Regions from separate parts of the Mus musculus genome. Here regions 1 and 2 are each linked to region 3. Evidence: chromatin contacts called from public HiChIP or PLAC-seq and Micro-C data. All regions are on one chromosome and are shown on one strand. The core of a region is the stretch at or near the end of the contact, and the rest is flanking DNA. Distances in the headings are between cores, read along the strand shown. Region 1 has its middle 42 kb from the start of Snhg14. Region 2 holds the start of Snhg14 (small nucleolar RNA host gene 14). Region 3 holds the start of Mkrn3 (makorin, ring finger protein, 3).

What was found. Hi-C and Micro-C count contacts between places; a contact is called where the count stands out from the background. HiChIP or PLAC-seq counts read pairs in DNA pulled down with a chosen protein or histone mark.
Region 1: a contact with region 3 is called in a Micro-C map of the G1E-ER4 cell line. The contact joins the enhancer-like site here to the promoter of Mkrn3 in region 3. A contact is called at or near these places in 3 of 39 promoter capture datasets (embryonic stem cells and liver), 1 of 484 Hi-C or Micro-C datasets (the G1E-ER4 cell line), 4 of 115 datasets of contacts at active chromatin or transcription factors (astrocytes, embryonic stem cells and stem cell-derived neural progenitor cells) and 1 of 9 other capture datasets (embryonic stem cells).
Region 2: an H3K4me3 HiChIP or PLAC-seq map of stem cell-derived neural progenitor cells shows a contact between it and region 3, with 8 times the contacts expected there. The contact joins the promoter of Snhg14 here to the promoter of Mkrn3 in region 3. A contact is called at or near these places in 1 of 39 promoter capture datasets (embryonic stem cells) and 1 of 115 datasets of contacts at active chromatin or transcription factors (stem cell-derived neural progenitor cells).

What each region holds. Positions count from the first base shown.
Region 1 is chr7:60,490,556-60,494,330 of GRCm38.p6, reverse strand. No RefSeq gene overlaps it. Among named protein-coding and RNA genes, the nearest start is that of Snhg14, 42 kb to the right of the region's middle. Within about 2 kb of position 1,775, at least 63 of the 459 cell types and tissues checked have an H3K27ac peak or open chromatin away from gene starts, as enhancers often do. A contact at or near this core is called in the G1E-ER4 cell line, where this site is marked.
Region 2 is chr7:60,447,518-60,451,571 of GRCm38.p6, reverse strand. It overlaps Snhg14 (small nucleolar RNA host gene 14), which reads left to right and starts at 1,395. Exons shown (of 172, transcript NR_146211.1): 1 at 1,395-1,494. It also overlaps a transcript of Snrpn not described here.
Region 3 is chr7:62,418,240-62,421,949 of GRCm38.p6, reverse strand. Mkrn3 (makorin, ring finger protein, 3) reads left to right here and starts at 1,797. Exons shown (of 1, transcript NM_011746.3): 1 at 1,797-3,710. The coding sequence starts at 1,909. The coding sequence ends at 3,543. The region is part of intron 1 of Gm32061 (predicted gene, 32061); the gene reads left to right.

The sequences.
Region 1 (3,775 bases), core at 526-3,025, 1.9 Mb after region 3:
GATTTCTCACATTTCTATAACTTAAGAATGTATCGTGTTTAGCTAAAGAGCTGTACTTCCATATTCGGCAGTGTAATCAAGAACGTTAGCAATAGCATTGTAATGAAAAGGATCTCCCTAGAAAACAAGCCAATACAAAGAGGTAACACATTTCTGCTATTAGGTTTTATATTTGCTAGCCTGTAGTGTCCAGTAAAGAAATGGTTATTCTGTTATCAGTTAACCCTATTGTTTAAATATTGGTATGTGTATTTACATATTAAGGACAGTTTTAGAGTAGTCACTTTCCATATGACTTATTCAAAATGCCTCCAGTATTATTTATCTTTCTCTATGTTCCCTCCTTTATCCTGCTCTTCTATTGCCCTGTTTAATCCTCAATGTATCATAATTTTGCTTTAGCCCTTTATACCACTCACTGGTTTATAAAGCATTCTCTGTCTTTAAATGCATTCCCATACACCTTTACTAGTTTCCTAATCTATATAGTTATTCCAAATACAACACACATATCTGAAAAAATAATATCATCTTTACCTCTGAATTATGTTCTTCTGTGACAAAATTTCAATAACTTTAAGGGAATAAACTTTGAGGTGTTTTGAGGTGCACACAAATCTGTAATTTATGTCCTCATCCTCCCAAGTACCTGAGATTATAGTCCTCCTGCATTATCAGGGGCACTGATAATCTAGCTTTCAAAATTGTATGAAATCATCATGGAATAATGAATGGTGGGATTTTAAGAAACTTTAAATTCAAGGAATAACAGGAAAAAAATCATAGAACCCCTTCTCTTCCTGAGGCCTGTAGCCAAGAGATAAACAAACTTTCCAAGTGTATATGATATCACAGTTAAATACCTGGAAGCAAGAACTAAAAATTAAAAACTCCTACAAGTGTTACGAATGTTCTGATAATTTTTGTTTTACACACATTCATTCACAAACAGGTAAATGCAATGTGTTTATTTAATGACGGTCATGGAATACATAGGTTAGCTTTACCTTAAAAATAATAAACAAATTTGTAACAAAACTATCCAGTGCTTCCCAATTCTTTTAGTTATTACTTAGCAAAATAAAAAATTCGGTCTGGGCATCCAAATCTAAACTCGAAAACCTACACATGTGTAAAAATATAGTTCAGTGGTAGACCATTTGCTTATCATTAAAAAAAAAAATGCCATCTTTCTGTCACAGACTGTGTTCATGTTTCTTTTTCTTTATATGCTTCAATTTGTATTCTATATTATTATGCCAAATGTACAACTGTTATAGGATCTAACCGCGAAACAATATTTGTTAAAAAGTGAGGTGTGTGTTAACTTCGTTTTATATTTTAAGAAATTTTAAAGTCCTAAATAGACATTAAAATACCAAAGTAAGTTTTATTAGAAAATACAGTATTATACTTTGTGCATAATAATTTTTACCATCGATGATTTCATTGTTTCTGCATAAATTACTTCACAAAGGGGTGATTCGTGGGATAATCACAAAGAAAATTTCGGTCCCTGTAGTTTTGCTATTTTTTCTGTGCAGCTTCTCGCTGTCTGATGGAGACATTCCTTAAGGCGATGTTCCCTTCGTTTTTACACATCTTTTAAATTATATGCTTTCTAGAGAATACCGAATGTTGAAAACCCACTTTCAAACTGCTTCGTTTCCACCCCCACCCCCCCTCCCGCCGCCGCCGCCGCCGCTGCCGCCGCCGCCGCTGTCGCTGTCGCCGCTTTAGTCTCCTCTCCGCAAGACCAGCCACAGCAGGAAATGCGTCACAAACCTGCGCAGTGGCTGTGAGGAGCCTGCGGAGGAAAGACAGGCTTGATAACGCAGCGTAGGGAAAGGCTCGGGATGAAGCAGGAGAGTCGGTGGGTCCGTGGGAGAGCAACTTCATAGATGCAGAGGGGACTGAGATGCAGGGGGAAAGGGAGGTTTGCGGAGAGGAAACCTAGAAGGGGGATAACATTTGAAATGTAAATAAACCAATAAAAACTAAAAAAAAAAAAAAAAAAAAAAAAAAAAAGAAACCCGGGGGACCAAAGATTCTCTTCTTTGAGGATTTCTCTGAGCCACAAACAGAGATGGACTGTCAGGCTGAGTTAACTTCCTGTTGTCGCAGGAGCACTGTGTGATTCCGGATTCATCTTCAGTTTTCAGGTTTTGATAAAATCCGAAATCGATTAGCTAAGGAATTCGCAATCATACGGGTTTTAGGAGTCTCGGCATTTTCTACTGAGCTGCTTTTCTGTAGCTGTAGCTTTATAAATGAGCCCTAAGTATTTGCTTTTATAAAGGAAAATACTCCAGCGTTAGCCTTAAATTAGATCGGCGGGGGCGGGATATGGCTCAATCTGCTGTTTATTTTTAAAGTTAAAATATTTACATTGAATTTTCAGGAGGTTTGAAGGCTTAAAAATAAAACGTTCAGTGTGATTTTCTTAAATACAGTGTGAATGTCCTACAGACGTTTTGCTTTTCGTTCTAACATCCAGTAATTTTCTACCAATATAATCTCTAAACAGGAATGATACATACATCCATATATGCATATATGTATGTATATATGTGTGTGTGTGTGTGTGTGTGTGTGTGTATGCTTATATATGATATTTGCTTCAGTCACACAATACATTTTCAAGTATCATGCCACATAATGCATCTTCAAGTGTTTATGCCACAGAAGGGTGTGTGTGTGTTAATTATTCAGTACTCTTTTTAAAACTGGATACAGTGAAGCTGATGATTATGACAGGAAAAAAAAACTTCAACATAGTCTTATGGTTGGGATATTAAGGCTATATCAGATTACATCAGATATTCTTGATTTATTTATAGCTAAGAAGTGTGTGAAGGATCATTGGATAGAAAATTGTTATGCACTAAGAGAGACTCTGGCTGAAGTAGGATCAAAATAATAAGACTTCATCTGGAAAATGGTGCAGGAGAAGAAACACACTCAGTTGTGCATGGTTGTAATTTCTCCCTCCCTTAAAATGATTCTAGTTTAAATACACTTTTATTTAAAAGAGTACAGATATTCAGAAATAAGGTTCTAGATCATAAGGGAAATTTTATTAAAGAAAGACAATTCTCAGATGATGATGTTTTGTTTTTTATTGAAAATAGATTAATCATTCAATATATTCTAATTACAGTTTCCCCTACCTCACCCCTCACAGTTTCCCCCCATCTCTCCTCCCTCTGCATACACTCCCTTTCAATCTCTTGTTAGAAAAGGAAAGGCTTCTCAGAGATAATAACAAAATGTGACAAATTTTGGAAACAATGCCTCCATAGCCAAATGGAACCTAGAAGTCAAAATTCTTTGGAGAGTCTTTCCTAGAAACTGCAAAATGTGTTTGGCTTAATTGGAGGGTAATGAGGGTGTTCAGAAAAGGAAAGTATCACACTGAGCTTAAATAAGTGGCTAGATTTGAGAATCAATGGTACTGGGGACCAGGGAAGGCAACTATGTCCCAGTCCTCATAACTTATGTCCTCATGTTAACTATGTTAAGCCTCTTAACATAGGCTGACAGTAATGTCACCCTATTTGTATGCCATAACTTATCTTCATATTTTGTATGAATTATAACACTGCTTCTGAACAAGATTTAGAATTTCCTACCATATGTGTGTGAAAATTTTTCATTAAGTTGATTTTTATATTGCTGTCTGTCTTGTGTGTTATTTCTTTACCATATCAAGAATAGAGTCCTAAGCCGGGCTGTAGTGGTGCACACCTTTAATCCCAGCACTTGGGAGGCAGAG
Region 2 (4,054 bases), core at 146-2,645, 2.0 Mb after region 3:
CTCACTAATACGTGGATATTAGCCCAGAAACTTAGGATACCCAAGATATAAGATATAATTTGCTAAACACATTAAACTCAAGAGAATGAAGACCAAAGTGTGGTCACTTTGCCCCTTCTTAGAATAGGAAACTAAACACCCATGGAAGGAGTTACATTTGGAAGTGTGACGAAAGGATGTACCATCTAGTGATTGCCATATCCAGAGATCCATCCCATGATCAGCTTCCAAACGCTGACACCATTGCATACACTAGCAAGATTTTGCTGACAGGACCCAGATATAGTTGTCTCTTGTGAGACTATGCCAGGGCCTAGCAAACACAGAAGTGGATGCTCACAGTCAGCTATTGAATGGACCACAGGGCCCCCAATGGAGGAATTAGAAAAAGCACCCAAGGAACTAAAGGGAACTGCAACCCTATAGGTGAAACAACAATATGAACTAAGCAGTACCCCGGAGCTCTTGTCTCTAGCTGCATATGTATCAAAAGATGGCCTAGTCGGCCATCAATGCAAAGAGAGGCCCATTGGACTTGCAAACTTTATATGCCCCAGTACAGGGTAACGCCAGGGCTAAAAAGGGGGAGTGGGTGGGTAGGGGAGTGGGGGGGTGGGTATGGGGGGACTTTAGGTTTAGCATTGGAAATGTAAATGAGCTAAATACCTAATAAAAAATGGAAAAAAATTTAAAAAAAAGAGGCAGAATCTCGATGAACTCTGAGTTAAAAGCAATTCTCATCTAAAAAGTGAGGTCCCAGTCCAGCAAATTCTAATGAATAAAACACTGTTTCAAAATAAACAAATGAAAATAAATTAAAAAAATATATCATAGTAACATTTATTTAAAGACAGGAGGAAAAAATTTCATCACTGAATGATAAAACAGTGCTTTTATTAAACCAAATATTACGTTCATCCTAAGGGTTTATTTTTCGTGAACACATAGGAAATTTTAAAGATACATCTAATTAAGTAAAACCTGATTAATGCAGAATGTTGTTTAAGTAGCAGTTTTTAATAATCGATAGTGATTTCTCCTGATGGTACTACAAGAATCTACAGCTTTTGGAATTTCCCTAGTTTGCTTACAATTTTTCTAAGCACTTTTTCTTTCCTTGGTATAGAGATATGAAGGTGAATATAATTCAATATTATGTAGTCATCATTGCACAGAAAACATCTTGAGTATATTCCTGACCAATTTATGTAGGGGTTTATGAAGACCCTCCTCTTTCATACTAGCAATAGGACAGCTTACAGCTCATGGCCACCTGCTTTTGTCATTAGCTTTACAAAAGATTTGAATGCCTGCAGCCTGGCAAACATCCACGCATGCGTGATTGGAAGGCTGTGCAGGCTCTCTAAAACAGGCTGGGGGTTGGGAGTGTGATTAGTCAAGTCAGTGCAGCAGGTCCTGCTCAGAGAAGAGGCAGCCAAAGATGCCTGTCACATCCACCCTAGGAAAGGACAGGAAGGCAATACAGCAAACAAGGTCAGCTCCCACTTTGACCCCTCGTTTCTTTCATAGTAGATTCATAGTAGAACATGATTTGTGCACATTAAGTTTTGCAAATTTGTTGGGATTAGAACATTATTCTATAGATCTCAAGTCTTTAGCTGAAGAATCAGATGAGAAAGCTATGAGATCAGGACCTGGCTTCCTTTGTCCTGTCCTGTGTTGTGTTGTCTGCAGTGCCCCTCCCCTTCATGCTTCAATCTGCCCTGTCACATCAGCTCAGTTCTCTTACAGGGTGAACATTAACATTTCAAAGAGCTGACAGTACTGTGGATTATTGGTGTGTAGGACAAACTGCAGTCAGGAAGAAAAAAAGAACAATTATATTTACAGGGATGTTTCATAAAAATAATATTCCTAAGGGAATTTAAGTCAGATTCTGCTGTGCCCTGAAGGATGGGAAGGGATTAAAGCACTTGAGGGTTAACATAGAGATTATCATCAGAGGGAAGACACAACAGATAATGGTAGGTCTCAGTTTTGGGATGGAAAGGATCATCAGGTACATATGACTTTTGACACTATGATACCTATAACACAGGAATGAAGAGTCCAAAGTGGCTTTAAGAAAGAGTAGTGGAGAGTAAATTCAGGTGTGTGAACTACCAACATATGAAAAGATGGGATATCTTTCACACACACACACACACACACACACACACACACACACACACGTATACAGTAGTAGAGAATAAACCTTTTTTTCTGTGATTTCATAATGTAATCTAATTTGAATGTTTACAGTCCTTTAGTGTCTTTATATATTTGTTATTTATTATTATTATTATTATTATTATTATTATTATTATTTTGTTATGTTGTTCAGATTAAACAATAAACTAGTGAATTAGTAAGAACTTTCTTTGGATATATAATGTATTTCTTTATTTTGCTTTGTCCCTTGATTTTACTGAAGTTTATAGATATTCAAAATAGCATGGTGATTTTTTGTTCATTTTCCATCAGATAAATAGGAAAGAGTGTGTGTTGTCTTTTGTTTTTGTTTTTGTTTGTTTGTTTGTTTGCAGGTGTTTTTGTAAGTGTATTTTGTTTTTCATTATAAAATGGTGTTGTATTTTATTTTTATTGAAAATTAATTTTAACACAATAAATTACAGTTTTCTCTTTTTCCTTCTCCTCCCAGTTCCTCCCTACCTCCCTTTCCTTCTAGGTCCAATCCCTTTCTGTCTTTCATTAGAAAAGCACATCCAAATGATAGCAACTAAACATAGCAAAATGAAATATAATAAAATAAACCAAAAACATAATGTTGTGGGTGGAGAATGCAACCTGATAGAAGGAAAAGTACCACAGGAGCAGGCACAAGCATAAGAGACACATTGGTTAACACATTCAGGAATCCCACAAAAACACTAAACTGAATGTTATAGCATATGTATAGAAGACCCAGTGCAGTCTATTGTAGGCTCCTGAACAGAGAGGTACAAAGAGCTATGTCCTTTCGCAGGTATCATATATGTTTGTATGTGTGTGTGTGTGTGTATGTATGTATGTATGTATGTATGTATATATGTATGCAATTTATATATACATATAATTGATATATAAATAAATAATTTATATATGAATATTATGTACATTACAAATAAAAATATAACAATGTTATGTATAACATAAATTTATATATTTATATAATGTAAATAATACTTTGTCTATGATTTCTTTCTCAAACTATTTATGTCATAAACATAACATTTCAGGTTTTTTTATCCTGGAATTTTGCTGGATGTGGTTATTAGCATTATGCAGTTTCTGGTGGCATATTTAGCACATTTTTTTACTTATAGAATCATATCATATTTAAATTATAATTAATTGATTTCGGCATTTCCTACTCCTATCGCCTTTATATCTTTCCCTCTTGTTGCTTACCTACGACTCCTAATACTGTACTGAATAAGACAGGAAGTGTGACCTTCCTTGTCTTGTTCTTAATTTCAATGAAAGTGCTTTGAGTTTCTAATCATTTACTAGGATGCTATCCCTGAGTTTGATTTTCATTGTCTTATTATGCTGAAATATACTCTCTTTACCATTATCAGTGACCACATTTCTAAGGAAACTGGACACTTGCTATCTTAGTAGTATTCGTTACTATAGAAATGTCTGCAGGTAGGGTTGGAATATTTAGAGCACCTTCATCCTTCCTTCTTGAATTTGCTCTTGATCTTCTTGGGGTATATACATTTAACCATAACTTTTGGAGGTCATGTTTAAACAGTCATATCATTTATAGAGAAAACATTTCTGAGTACTTCTCCAATCCTCTAGCATTCATTTAGTTTCCACAACTTTTTCCTTAATATTGTTTGACCACAGTACAGGTTTTGGATGTCCCAAATATAACTGAATAATGACAGTTCCTTATTCTCAGGATTTTAAGTAGTTATTCACCTTTGTGCTAATCAACACCAACTCTCATAAGAGTCTAATCTACTCAAAGATTCACCAGCATGTAACTATGGCAATAAACAGAAATATTTAAATGGAAGTTTGATAAAATGACCAGTTAGAA
Region 3 (3,710 bases), core at 548-3,047:
GATAAATATGCATACAAAGCAGATGAGTTTTCTATATACAAATAGCATTTTTGCCTGTTAATGAACTAATTACTTTCTGCTTCTAACAAGTCTTATTCCTTTTCTTTTCTTTTGCTTTTTTCCCTCTATTGTACAAGTGGGCACTTTAAAACAATATAAGCTTTTCAACCTTTATGTTCATTTCAGAGTCCACATTTTAAAATACCTCATATCAAAATTTTCTTAAGCATATGTAGAACATACCTAATAGATCTTTATTTTTGTTTCTGATATTTTTACTAATCTATCTATCTATCTATCTATCTATCTATCTATCTATTTATGACCATTTAATGAAAGTTTCAAGTTTCATATTCAAATCTTTTCCCCACTCTCATCTGCTAGTTCTTACTTAGGTCTTTTATAAATTAGTGGCACTAAAAACATCTCATTGTTTTGAGGTTTCTTATTACTTAATGTCAGTTCTTTTGAAGTATGTGATGCTGGAGATCTGAGCCTTTTATTATTTTCCTTCATAAGTTACACAAGAAAAATTTTGCCTATTCTATTGTTCTTATTTCATGTTTACTTTGACTTCATCCCCCCTTATCTATATTGTTTGATTATGTTCCTCTTATCTTGTTTTATCGTTGTTGGATTTATTTAGTTGAGACTTATATTTTGAGTTGGATGATTATATCATATGCTTTCAGAGTTTTTTAACCTTAGGTTGTGAGACTCCTTCCAATAAAATTATTTTTCTGAGCATAATTTCATTTTTTTAAATAGTAAATAAAATATTTGAAGCATTGCTAATTCAAGTTAGTGGGTGAGGAAAGGAAGAAAGCATGATTATTACTAAAAATAAAAACCCACGTAAAACTATACTATAAAATTTAGTATGCCACTGTAGTAAGTACATGTAGCAGTGTAGAACTACATATAAAATTATTAGCCCAATAGTATATATCTGCAAAATGAAAAGAAAAAGAAAAAGAACTGGCTCAGTGCAGAAATGGAAATGAGACACTTTGGGGTGCAAAGAGGAGCTGGTATTATGAAAAGCTCTGTAGAGCAGAATGGGATGAAAAGGAAGGCAGGGAACAAAGGGTCTCCGAATCCAACCAACAGAGAAAAGTTAAAGCCTGGGTCATTCTCAGACCTTGCCTTATTAAGTCTTCATCAGGGTTGGGCAAAGTCCAGGCTTCTACATTGTTGGGGGTCCGGGAGAATGTAACAAAGGCAGGAAAGTGAAAGGCTCTGAGTAGCCTCGGGGCAGGGGATTCCCTCCTAATTAAAGTGCACGCAAATTAACCCTTCAAGGGAAAAAAAGACCCAAAGAATCCTGTCAGATCTACAAGCATTGAAGGAGAAACGCTTTGGCAGGGACACTGTCCGATCTTAAAAATTAGTAGCCTATAAACAAACGACAGAAGAAACTGAAAAATAATTTTTAATGTGAGTGAAATGTTTTATGTTCAAGCAGCAGACGGTAAAGGCAATGTGTGTAGCGTTTTCTTAACACACACACACAAATAAACTGCAATGTATACAACTGAAACCTGGAGAGTTTAAAACATCAACCTTGAGGGGAAACACTGTGGAAACGGGGATTGGGGGGTTCAGAGTCGCACTTAGAAAGCCGGCAGAAGCCCATCCCAGTGTCTCAAGCAGAAACAGGCACGCGAAAAACATGGCGGAAGCAACTTCCGGTGAAGCCCTAGGAATGGTGTTACAACCGGAAGTGTCCGCCTGCCTGTAAACAGGTAGGAACTAAAGTTTCCAGGGAACGGGGAGCAGGTGGGAAGACAAAAATCGATGCACTTCGCTCCGAGAAGAAGCTGGTCGAGCCATCTCCAGCTCCGCAATTCAAGCACAAAAAAGATATAATATTCGGGTTTTTGGACAGTGTTAGAGGCACGCTGTAAGATGGAAGAGTCTACAGCTCCCATTGAGGCCCACGCGGCCGCCGGCGCCGAGGCAGGTGCTGAAGGGGGGGAGGGTGTGTCTGTTCCCCCCCCTCCTCAGTTTGAGGCTGCTGGAGCTTCTGCGGGAGTCAGCTCGGCCCCTCTGCAGCAGGCATCGGGTCTGGCACCGCTCCTGGTGACTCCAGGCCCAGCGATCCGGCGCGCGGCGAGTTTGAGGCCAGCGCCAGCCGAAGGGGGCGGGGCCCGGTCTGGTCCGGAGCGCAACAGTGGCAGCTGGACGAAGCAAATCCTCTGCAGGTATTATCTGCATGGGCAGTGCAAGGAGGGCGATAACTGTCGCTACTCTCACGACCTTTCTGGGCGGCGGAGATCTAGGGGGGGGCAAGATGCTCAGCCTCGGGCCTCTGCAGACAGAGGACCCAAGATGGCCACTCGCTGGGAGCCCCCGACTCAGGAAGTGGCGGAAGCCCCCCCTGCTGCATCCTCAAGCTCCTTGCCTCTGATTGGCTCGGCTGCTGAAAGGGGCTTCACTGAAGCTGAGATTGACAATGCAGGCATTCGCTCAGCTGCTGAAAGGGGCTTCTCTGAAGCCGAGATTGACAATGCAAGCCTTGCAGCAGGTGCTGCAGCGGGAGCGGGTGCAGAAGGCTGGGAGGGGGCAATTGAATTTGTTCCTGGACAGCCTTACCGAGGTCGCATGGTCCCCCCGCATGGTCCCGAGGCTCCTCTGCAGAGCCCGGCAATTGAGAGAGAGCATATGGCTATGGGCATGGGGATGCCGATGCCAGTGCCAATGCCAATGCCAGTGCCAATGCCAGTGCCAATGCCGCTGCCGCTTTGCCGCTATGCTGCCCGGGGACAATGCCTCCGTGGGGACAGGTGTGCATACCCCCATGGAGAAATATGCGACATGTGCGGGCAGCAGGCCTTGCACCCTTGGGATGCAGCTCAGCAGGAAGCTCATAGAAGGGCCTGCGTTGAAGCACACGAGAGAGATATGGAACTCTCTTTTGCTGTGCAGCGCAGCATGGACAAAGTGTGTGGCATCTGCATGGAGGTGGTCTATGAGAAAGCTGACCCCAGCGACCGCCGCTTTGGCATTCTTTTCAGCTGCAACCACACCTACTGTCTTAGGTGTATCCGCAGGTGGAGAAGTGCCACACAGTTTGAGAACAGGATCAGTAAGTCCTGCCCACAGTGCAGGGTCTCCTCTGGCTTTGTCATTCCTAGTGAGTTTTGGGTGGAGGAGGAAGAGGAGAAGGAGAAACTTGTTCAGCAGTATAAGGAGGGGATGAGCCAGAAAGCGTGCAGGTATTTTGCTGGAGGCCTAGGTCACTGCCCATTTGGAGAATTCTGTTTTTACAAGCATGAATACCCCGAGGGCTGGAGAGATCAGCCTCCAAGACCAGATGGTGGTGGATCATCAAGCGCATACTGGCATCAAGTTTTGGAGCCTGTGCAGTTGCGAGAGGGAAACGTGCTGTTTAAAAGCCGTAAAAAAGAGCATTCTGTGCTTCGCCTGGCCAATCAGTTGCTTAAGAAGTTGCTTTGCCTGAGAGGCAGTTCTTCCTTCTCTGATGACCGTTGGCTCTTGCTTCAGTACCAGCTGGAAGAATATTTCAGTTTGAATCTGTAGTATCACGCTGTGGCATGTGGTCTGGTCTGCTAAAGCTCTGTTGTCTGCTGTTGCTTATTCCCCTTTATTGACTGAAAAACCCTATCGCTTTCAAAGGCTACTGAGGCAATCTTTATGCAGTATTGCTGTTTTCTTCTCTATTTCCTATTTCTTCTTGCTAGGATTGT